Regions from separate parts of the Zea mays genome. Here regions 1 and 3 are each linked to region 2. The links are chromatin contacts, called in public Hi-C maps. All regions are on one chromosome and are shown on one strand. Each heading gives the region's core, a stretch centred on a gene start, on an enhancer-like site or on the middle of the called end of the contact. The rest is flanking DNA. Distances are from core to core; before and after follow the strand shown. Region 1 holds the start of LOC100274993. Region 2 holds the start of LOC103626268 (UTP:RNA uridylyltransferase 1). Region 3 holds the start of LOC103626267.

Region 1 (4,001 bases), core at 1,240-3,739, 220 kb after region 2:
TTGTGTGAAGCTGTGGGAATATGAGATATCTTTGAATTTGCCCTTTTATAGCTCAATCTTACTCATTACATGTTCTTGGAACTTTATGGAGTGATCGTTCTATGAAGTCTCTAAAATGGGTTCTCTTATATCACGAAGAACTTCTTAAATTATGGAGTACGCAGAAGCTTACATTGACCATAAACCATTCAATAATAATTTATAGGTATCAATAAGAATAATTGACCATAAATCTTTGGGTTGTTCTACATATGTTGTAGCTATTTATGTGCTTGGAATGGTTGCAGTATGCTAGCGGCGCATGGATACCGATGTATCCTTTCACCTGGAGTATTCTAGGTATTGTATTTTCTATAGCGAAACGACAAGCTAGAGGTGAACTAACTCAAACTTGAAATGGATTGTAAACTTGAAAAGTATACACACTAGAATTTATATGGGGTAATTGCAATGGAAAACTAGGTGTATGAGAAAGAAATAGATAGGGACCCTAAGATCGGTAACTAGTTAAAGTTGCTTGAAAGGACAACGAGGACTCAGAGAGCCAAACTATATTTTTACTGTGTTGCAAAGGATTATTTGGGTTAACGTGTGGATAATCAAATATGAGAGAGAACTTTCTTCGAACAAAATTCTATAGGTTCCGAGGGTTACTAGGGGTAGATAGACAAAACCTCGAAGCGAAGCCAGCTATCACCTATGGGCCTACCAAGTGACATGGTCAGGATACCCATGCCACGCTCTTGTTGTCACCAAGAGGGGCTACCAACCATAGTTGCGTGGATAGATGACACATTATAATAGTGTTGAAGCAACACTAAAGCTCCTCCATAGCGAGGGTCAGAGCTAGGCAGCCTAGTAGTTAACTAGGACTAGGTGTGACTTATAACACCAGCAAGCCACACGACTTGTTTAACGACAGACTAACACAATCCTAAGCCTTAAATTAAATTGTCCCTAGACTACCGCAAAAATAATCATGAAGTAGAAGTAAAGTAATACTTGAAGTAAAACTGAAAGTAATACTCAAAAGTAGACTTGCCTCACACCATATATGCCTGACGCACAATACATAATTTGATCTCATCTTAAAAAAAGTTTTGCCAGGACAGTCACATTGCAAGATTTCATCTAGTTCCGTCATGAAAGATGAAGACCATACAAGTCATGCGCTGTCCTGCTTGCACAAGTCAACTTTCTATGCCTGTATCCTGTCCTTGCCTGCTGGGTAGGGCTGGACGAAATGCTCGTGGGTCGTCGGTTCGCTCGGTTCATGGTCAGCTCGAATCGACTTGTTTGAATTTTTTTCACGAGCTAAGTTGTTATTCTAGCTCGGGTCGATAACGAGCAAGCTCGGTTCGTTAATAAGCCAGCTCGTGAGCTAAACGAGCTATCACATTTTAGTAAAACGAAACTATATATATATCATTTATGTAACAATTGATGACATATTATATGTATGTGTCGTGTGTATGGCCTATGAGTTAAACTAATAATTGATGGACTATGTCTATGTGTTAAGTTGATGTATGCGAATATAGCTATGTGTTAAACTGGTGAACATGTGTCTGAATTATGAATTGATGAGTTGTGTTAATTTGTTGTTACATTGTTATGGTCTATAAAACTTAGTATAATTACTATTTTCTATTATTAATTTATTTTAAAATTAATTAGAAATTGATTATTATATACATATTCCTTTTTTCTGCTCTAGCTTGCCAACTAAACGAGCCAGCTCGAACTCTTAAACGAGCCGAGCCAACTATGTGGCTCGTTAGCTTAACGAGCAGCTCGAACTTGGATGAGCCGAACCGAGATAGCTCGATATCTAGCCCCAGGGGCGACGCCACGTTCACCTTTCTCAATAGCAAAATATTTTTAAATAAGAAGAAGATTTTAACCCTTCTAATCTCCTCTCATCTTGTGGCTCCGAAACTAATATTAAGAACTAGTTTGGGAGCCATAAAACCAGAATAGATTAGAGAATTAAATTTTCGCTTTATATTTAATTTTAAATAAAAATAGAAATTTAGCCCTACAACCATCTCTGGTTTTATCGCTTCCAAAGCCATTAAGGTGCACCACGGCAAAATTGGCGCTGGATTCGCCCCGTCTGTCCCTACTGCTGAGGTACCAATCTATAGGTCACGCGCAGCACAGTGGCGTCCGGTTGCCCCGTTTCATGGCAGTGCCACGTCTACGAGACCATTGTACACGGCGTGGAGGCGTTGACGGACCACCAGCGACTGACTCACACGAGGACACGACCCGATCGATGCCGTCCAATCGCGCGCGATCCATCCATCCATCCCCTGCCTCCACTCGCTGGCGGGTCGCCACTGGAATCGAGCGAACCCACCAGTGGGCTCCACAGCGCCGACTAGAAATTCCAATCGGGTTAAAACCCGCGCGCCAAATCCGGGCCCACGCTAGCTCCCTCCCCTATATACGCGACCCCACGCCGCCGCTCCTCCAACCCTGGCCTTCACATCCCGTACTCGTCGCCAGCAAGCAAGCGCTCCCCGCGTGTTCACACCTCGACCTGCGACGTAAGGCCGGCGTGGACCAGCCGCCGACCACACGCCTTGGAGTCTGCCAGCCGCCGACCACAAGCGCCGCCGCCGACCGCCGCAAGGGGGAGGAGAGATGAAGTGGGGGCTGGCAGCCGCCGTGGCTTCCGCGGCGACCGTGGCGGCGGCGTCGGGCGCCGAGCTCCTCGCCTGCGACTGCGACGCCTCCGCTCCGTCGCCGGCCCCTGCCGCGACCGTCGGCAGGTGCGACGGGCTGGTGCTCTCCCGGCAGCACCACGACGACGAGGTCCCTGAGGTGCGTCTCCCGCGGATCGAGGATTCCTGGGTCCCCCTCCCGGCCTCCCCTGTCTTGTATGGCGCGATATATAATATAGGAGGGATAACGATTCCGCCTCGATTTACATTCCAAGTAAAGATCGGGGGGAAATAGAAGCAGGGTTGGCTAATTGGTACCGTTCGCGCCTGTTTTTCACCACAGGGATCCTCGTCGGCGTCGAGGGACAACAGCCATAGCGGCGGTCGCCGCGGGCAGCGGTTCGCGCCGCGATTCGATGGCCTGCGCTTCATCGAGACGCTCGTCACGGCGCACCGCTGAAGCGACGGACCCGCGATCCGCCTGGCTGCCTATGCTCCGGTGGTAATCTCCCCGCCGCCATGATTCGGCGATTCGTTGTTGCTGGTGGCGCTTAGGCCACCGAGTTTTGTTAGAACAACAATTTCAGGCTTCCCCTTTTCATTTGGTGCTGTGCTGTTCGTCCTCTTGTTGATGTCGGTGGTCCGTGACCATTCATTCTCCTTTTTTAGCTTGTTTGTGTTTGTGCGAGAGGGAAGGATTAAGATTATACCCGGCATGTCGATTTGAGCAAACGCTACTCTATTTCTTTATTTATAATGTCACACATTTCTTCGTCCCTGATTTGGTTGTTTGGACAAGCATTATTGGAATTCGAAGTCGCTGGCACGCAGGCCATGTCGTCGTACGGGGCCCATATTTCAGGGACTTCTAGTTCTCTAGTAGTGCATCAGAGTATCCCGGTGCCCCCCTTTTTATTTGCACCATCTTTTTCACAAGTATATATATATATATATATATATTCTGTTGGATGCAACACCGTTTTTTTTTTTTTGAGAATTGCTGGAGTTCATCCTTTCACATGGCATCTTGGTTAACTTTGATTTGGGTGCAACTTGCCAAATCCACATCCTAGTCTTAAAGCCTGTTTGGTTTCCTACCTAAGGCGTCATAATCTGTCTAACCCTAGTCGCTCGAATTGAAGAACTAAGGTTAGATAGAAAAGTTAGACACGTTGTGGCGTCTTAGGTAGCAAACCAAACAACCCGTTAGTCTTACACTATATCCAGCAGACTTGCTATCCCACCACCTCTCCTAAGTTATGTTTTAAACTTCACTCTACAAACATCTAAGTTATGTTTTAAACTTAACTCTACAAACATTGTAATCCACAT
Region 2 (3,577 bases), core at 30-2,529:
GTTCTATCTGCCCGTGCTCACCAGAGCTTTCCCTCGTGTAGCCGGAGGACCGCCGCCCTCGATCCAGGCCCTCGTCGTGTCCCTATCACCGTTCAAGGGTCTCGGAGTCTCCTCTCGAGGTAAACACCCAGCCCCTCCCCTATTTCCCCCTGGTCTGCCCTTGGTTGTGCGCGATTGCTCACCGGAGTAGGATTGCGCCGCCGCCGTGCCGCCTCACCGTGAACCGCCCCCTCCAGCGCCCTTGTGCCGGTGCTGTGCCCCTAGCCGTGTTCGCCGCACCGCCCTGAATCTCCCTGAGCCCTTTTCGGCGTCCCAGCGGGCCCCAGCGTGCTCGCGCCCTCATCTCTGGCGGGCCTCCGTTGTGGACACGAGCGGCGCCACCGCTGGTGGTCGAGGGACCTAGCCTAGGCTGGCCGTTAGATCCCAGGCGTCCGTCTGAGATTGGATGACCCAGATTTAATAAGACCTAACCTAATCCCGATCGCCCGTCTGAGATTCGACCGCTCGGATCTCCCCCTCATCTGCGCCCATCTGCGTACGTCCTCCTCCTCCGACGATGAGCTAAGGCGGCTACCTCATGGCCACATGTTCCGTGTTAACTGCCCTCGGTAACGAGCTTCTCACCTGGCACGCCACCGCCACCGCCATCCGCCTCCTCTCGAGCGTCTCCTCCCTTTAGCTCCTGCCCTCGCATGCTGCTGAAGATGCAACTGCTGCTTCCGCGCCTCCTCGTGAGGGAGGAGGCAGATCTAGAAGGGAGAAGTAGTCAATATGAGAGAGGGAGAGTCCAGGAGGAAACATGACACGGACGCTCATAGCTCTATTTGATAAAAACGATGGGTCTAGAGGAGGATGTGAGCACGCGTCCGAAGCACAAACAACATCCTAAACTTGTGTGGGTTTTAATAAGAAAAATATTAGACTATATCTAGCAGATCTTGTAAAACAATGTGTTTTATACCGTAGATAATAATATTTAGAGTGAAGTTTGAAATAAAAGATGAGATAGACGAGATACGTAGCGGCTTAGATATAAGATGATATAGATAAGATGAGATAGACAGCTCATTTTTTTTATACAGGCCCATAGACGGAATGTACAGGGGCTCATTTTTTTAGGAACAATTGGATCTATACCATTAAAAGATCCAAACTTTAGATATATACCATGGACCCCATATGTCATTGACTCATGTGGACCCACATGTAAGTGAGATAGTAATGGTATGGATCCAAAGTGATGATCTTTTAATGGTATGGATCCAAATTTCCCTTTTTTTTATCAACAAACAATTGGAAAACGGCTGCTCCATTCCGACTACCAGGGCAGTATCATGAAAAATAGAACGAGAAGGTACCAAAGCTGGGAAAATATCGTCACAGAGGCCCAGGTCCTCGCCGCCCCCGATGGCCGACTCCTCCGGTCGCAGTGGCGGCCGCCCCACGTCAGCCTCGCCATCCACTGCCACACACACCTCACCGGCGTCTTTCGACGGCGGTCTCCTACTCCGCCTCCTCCAAAACCCTCCTTCTGCGCACCCGCGAGAGGAAATCCTCGCCCCGTCCCCCGTTGCCCCGGGGGCGCACCACTTCTTTAGTGACCCTGCCGTCGCCGCCGTGGGGCCTCTCTTCGCCGCATCGGCGCAGACGCAAGGAGGGGACTTCGGGTGGTCCTCCACCTCGACCACGCACGTACAGCAGCAACCCCGATTCTCGGATCCCCGATTCGCTCCAGGGGACCCCTTCGCTGCTCTTGGCGGTAGAGGGTTCGGATCTGGGGATGCGGTTAGGGCGGAGAGGCCTCGGTCGGGGGCGCCGCCTCCAGGGTTTGGCAAGCCGTCGCATCCACTTCCTGCTGCCCGTGATGCGCGGAGTGCATCTGGTGTGGTATTGCGTAAGGAGCAGTACAATCCTCGTCCCGTGGATTTCGTTCCGGCTCTTGCAGATGTTCGTGATCCGGTTGGCAGAATGCCTCATGGACACGGAGAGCAGTTTTACAGGGAACAGCAGCAAGATCGTTTTTTGTCACGGACCCCGCCTGAGATCAATGCCAATGGACAGTTTGGCAGGATGCCAATTGGAGAGCAGCATACACTTCCTATCTTAGGTGGCAGGAGGCTCCATGTAGATCAGTACATGCCTCCCGTCCAGGAAGGCAGGGCACCACATGGTGGTCATGGCAAGCATGAATCCCGCTTAACCAATCCGCTACAAAGGGAGCAGAGGTGGCAGGGTCTTAGGGAGGACAAGGGCTATGCTTCGCGGAAGCTGCCAAATGTGAATGCCCATTACACATCTGGTAAGGCACTGGTGAAGGAGGTGCACCATTTGACAATACCTGCTGGCAGTTCAGTTCCAGTGGAAATTACGGAGAATCAAGCGAGTGGTTTGGAAGGAGGCAGAATAGGGAAAGTAGTTTTGGAGGATGGAATTGATGAAGAAGGGGTAGTGGAGGCAAGTAAGTTTGAAGTGTCATATGAAAAGAGTAAGATTAGATTTGCTGGACATGATGAACAAGATGATGGTGGTGACAGGGAAGATGCTATAATTGAGCAGATGGCACAAAATCTGCTGATTGATGGCAATGGTGATGCCAAGGGAGTAGTGTTGGAAAAACCTATCCTGAGGAGTAAGGTAAATTGGATCATTTTTCATAACCCGTGTCTGTAATGAACAACTAGATTTTAATTCTAGATTGCCCAATTTTCATAGTCCAACAATCCACACTCCAACCTTTTGTACTCACCATGCCATTACAATGTACTCCCTCCGTTCCAAATTATGTTGCTTTGACTTTTTTTTTGCTAAATAGAATTTGCTATGCATCAAGATATATATATATATATATATATATATATATATATATATATATATATATATATAGATAGATAGATAGATAGATAGATAGATAGACACACACACACAACAAATTCAGTGTACTAAAAAAGTCAAAGTGACTTATAATTTGGAAAGGACGGAGTACTTGTTTGTTTATTTTTCCCAATCACCTCTCCCTCGCACTTCCCACTCTGCACTGTGGCCATGGCAACAGCAAGCTCTTTGTTGTTCAACTCATTTGTAAGGAACTGAACGGGAAATATGATGTGAATAGAGGGGGCCATAGACAACCCGTTTTGAGGCCATGATTGCAAGGAGATGTGGGCCATGGACCCCAGCCATAACTGCCTACATATGCGGGAAGGAAGAAGAATTCTTTTCCGTACATGCAACTATGCAAGGAATGGAAGGGGAAATAGGGAGGAAGAGGAGAGATTGTGGAAGATTCATTTTCGTGCTTGGACCAGGCTGAGATTGCAAGGCTGATTAGGGGCCTTAGTTGTCCAGCCATGATTGCCTTCTCTGTACGTTGACGAAGAGTGTGATTGAGAGAAAGATACCATAAATTCAAATGGTGGCAGCATTTGGAACTTCAGCCTTTTGCAATCCAGCTTTCCAGCTGCTTTGCAGAATCTTTAGGGCGAACAACCAGGGCCATATATGCACTCATCCTTAGACGGAATTTTTTTGAGCTTAAACTGGTTCTATCTAGATCCGCCCTTTAACATTCCTTAAGATC
Region 3 (3,501 bases), core at 188-2,687, 140 kb after region 2:
ATTCTTTGCGAACCATATGCATACAAAGCAAGCTAGTTAGCATTCTCATCAGAGTCGTTTAATTAGATCTGTATTAGAAACATAACTTTTTAAATTGTAAATACCACTAAAATATGGTGGTGGTTTACCTATATAAGACAAATTAATGTCATTCAGCGCCTAGATCGTATGTACCCTGGCATAATAACAATTAACAAGCAAGCATAGGTTGCCCCAACTCCTAATGGCTCTCATGTCACAAGCGAGTGCAGATCAGACGAGCCTCGTCATCAGCTGATGACTCCATTAGGTCATGATGATACAAGAGTTGGTGTCGGGATCGACCAGCGCCGGCACGAGATACTTCCTGCCGTTCCGGCCGACCACGTTGTACCCAGCTCCGGTAGCCGTGTCAAGCCTGACAGCGCCGGGGTACCCCGGGTACGCGCCGCGGCCGTAGACGCCGGGGCATGCAGCCGCCACCTCCACGGGTGCGCCGGGGTCGCCCTGGAAGTATCCGTGCCCATATGGGTTGGTGACCGCGCCCGCCAGCAGCGCCGCGAGGTTGATCAGCATGCCGTCCACACCGACGTCGCCGTTTGGCGCGGCCAGCGTCTCGCCGCGGCCGCGCCCGGGCACATGCCTGGCGCCGTATGCGAAGCCCTCGGCCGGGTGGAATGGCCACGCGCACCGCCCCGGGCACTGAACGGCGGCGTCGCCCACCCACACGTGCGCGGCTCCCCCAGGCGCGGAGGCCCCGTGCGTCCCGCACGCGCTGCTGCATTGTCCCTCGACGGCGACGTCGGCGGCAGTGAGCACGACGGCCACGCCTCCTGGCGCGACGCCGAGCCGCGCCGCCAGCCGCTCGACCTGGACCCTGGACAGCGTCTTCCCCAGCGAGCACGCCTCGTCGTGCACCTGGTTGGCCAGAAGCACCCGCGGCGGCTCCCGGCCGGCCTTGCGCGCGTACCGGTCCACCGTCTCCCACCAGCGGGCCACCGACGGCGCAGGCGCGGGTCCTGGCGTCCCAAATCCGTGGCGCTGCGGCTGGCGGCCGCGCGGGGAGAGGGAGAGCAGGAAGTCGGCGATGACGGCCTTCTGGTGTGGCGAGAAGGCGCCGTAGTAGAGGACGGAGACCGGCACGGCGCCGTCGAGCACCTCGCCGGCGTGGTAGACCATGGCGGACGGCGGCGGCGGGCGGTAGAGCGAGGAGTGGCACGGGCGCGCCAAACTGAGCAACAGGACGGCGAGGTGGACGGCGCCACAGCCGACGCACGATGTTGCCTGCTTGCCCATGGTTGTGGCGGTTTTGTCTTGCGCACCGATCGAGCTGCGCTTGCACACTATGCAACACGCAAGGTTGTGAGGCAGGCAGCTAGCTATATACATGTCTCGCCTCGCTCTCGAACGGTATCTTTGTTGCTTCCCATGGGCGGGCGGGGCGAGCATCTATCGCAAGGCATGCATGGAATGGGTACCCGGCGTGCGTGCGTGCGTGCGCTCGGTGATGCAACACGCCAGGAGACTGGTTATAATTGCTTTGCTTGGAAGGCAGGCAGGCTATTGGAACTTGGAAGGCAGGCTTGAGGGCTAGGAAAACACGTATATCAGTCTTGTGTACGCCTCACATTGAAATTGGGCCGGGGTCTGCCACCGTTACCATCTTACAGACCCTTACGGATGAAGCCCAAGTGATTGGAGCCCAAAGTCTTCACAGTTTACAACATGCGTTCGGGTATAATAATTTTGATCCCTACCATTACAGATAAGCCTATGTCAGAGCATTCCCAACACATCCCTCTGTGGCCGTTCATCCCTAACCAAAAAAAAACACCCTCAAAAATTCTCTCCGTTCAACATCCTACATTTAGTGATATCTTAAGTTATTCTCTCTCAAATTCACGATGTATATATTATTAGAGATAGGACAGCTGGCGAAGGGATTTCTTTTGTCAGAATGTTGCCCTATATCTAAGGATTTAAGGGATTAGAACTCTTGGAGATGCTCTTAACTCATTTGGCAGATCAGAGGACATTTGGAGTCGTCGCAGGTGTCAGCAAGAGTTATATAACTTTTGTTGCTGTTTTTTTCTGACTAAAGTTTTTCATTACCCCAGAAGGAGCATTTTTACCATATTTTTTCTAGCTGAAGTACACAAGCAAGAACAATAAGTATAGATGTCCAAATGTGCCGCCCGGCCCGACTCGGCACGGGCCCGCTGTTAGCACGGCCCGATAAAACTGGTATGGGCACGACACGGTTACTACCTCGTGCCGGGCCAGGCCAGCACGCCGTGCCACCTCCTCGGCCCAAGCCCGGCACGATCGCTGCCAGATCGGGCCGTGCCATACCGTGAGCCCGGTGGGCTAGATTGGGTCGGGCCGCCCAATAGCCCGAAAACAAATCGGATTTACAATATATATTCCAGAATCCAGATTCATATCTAAATCACAATTCAAATATATATTCCAAAGCATCACATTAATACTTCAGGAAACAATCCAGATTCAGTTTACATTATCCAGATTCATATACAATACATGTCACCATACAACTAGAAGTCCACATCACAATCCAGATTCAGCAAAATAGATATTTAATTACATTTGGAGCTGATGCGCGATGCTGCCTCGTTAAAAACCTTTCTAGGTAAAAACTCACACCTCATGAGAAAACCCTAGAAAGGAAAAAAGAGTACAGCTAGCTCCAAATTTAAGTAATAGTGTTCATTACAGTCCACAGTACAGAAAACAAATAAGTGTTCATTACAAACATTTCAAACAGAGGCTGCATCTTCAAGGATCATACTTTCATGTATAAGTTCCATCTCTTTGGTGTCCTTCTCCACATTGTGCTGCATATGTGAGTTCGCTAATTCCCAGTCCTTTATACATGATAAAATCTCCACCATATCACTGTGAGTCGGCGACGGCGCTCCTCAATCATTCTGCCAACAAGACTAAAAGTTGATTCAGAAGATATAGTTGAAGCAGGGACAGTCATGACATCTTTAGCAAGGAGAGAAAGAATAGGATAGGTAAGTTTATGTTCATGCCACCAACTCAATATGTTGAAGTCTTCATTGAACTGTGAGACAGTATCACTGTCAAGATATGAAGATGACTCTGGGAGGACGCTTACTAGAACTGGTGGCAGCAATGCTTGTCCCGGTCGGTGTCGGGCTCGTGGAGCCTGTGCCTGTCTGACCACCGGCGGCGGCACCAGGGACATCATCATCGTTGTCGATGTTGATGGAAGCACTACCGCCAAACAGGGCTCGGGCATCCTCTGCTTCGTTATGATCTTCTAGTCGGTGCTCCTCCTCCACAGCGGACGGATGAAGGTCATCGTCCATGCTGTCGTGCCGTAGACGGCTGGCTCCTCACCGGCGACTGAGGTCCCTCGACGGCTACGCGGCACCGACACAAGCGATACCTATGAAATCAAGATCTAATACATAAGATAGGGGGTGGAGAATGGAGATTAGGGTTCGGAGGACGAGGAGGACCTGCGTAGCCGGA

Evidence for each region. Hi-C and Micro-C count contacts between places; a contact is called where the count stands out from the background.
Region 1: a Hi-C map of endosperm shows a contact between it and region 2, with 4 times the contacts expected there. The contact joins the promoter of LOC100274993 here to the promoter of LOC103626268 in region 2. A contact is called at or near these places in 7 of 25 Hi-C or Micro-C datasets (bundle sheath, ear, endosperm and 2 more).
Region 3: a Hi-C map of leaf shows a contact between it and region 2, with 4 times the contacts expected there. The contact joins the promoter of LOC103626267 here to the promoter of LOC103626268 in region 2. A contact is called at or near these places in 3 of 25 Hi-C or Micro-C datasets (ear, leaf and tassel).

Annotation. Positions count from the first base shown.
Region 1 is chr5:40,949,436-40,953,436 of Zm-B73-REFERENCE-NAM-5.0, reverse strand. LOC100274993 reads left to right here and starts at 2,489. Exons shown (of 2, transcript NM_001149219.1): 1 at 2,489-2,829; 2 at 3,013-3,431. The coding sequence starts at 2,650. The coding sequence ends at 3,129.
Region 2 is chr5:41,165,205-41,168,781 of Zm-B73-REFERENCE-NAM-5.0, reverse strand. LOC103626268 (UTP:RNA uridylyltransferase 1) reads left to right here and starts at 1,279. Exons shown (of 6, transcript XM_008646661.4): 1 at 1,279-2,634. The coding sequence starts at 1,408.
Region 3 is chr5:41,024,221-41,027,721 of Zm-B73-REFERENCE-NAM-5.0, reverse strand. It overlaps LOC103626267, which reads right to left and starts at 1,437. Exons shown (of 1, transcript XM_008646660.3): 1 at 55-1,437. The coding sequence starts at 1,428. The coding sequence ends at 286.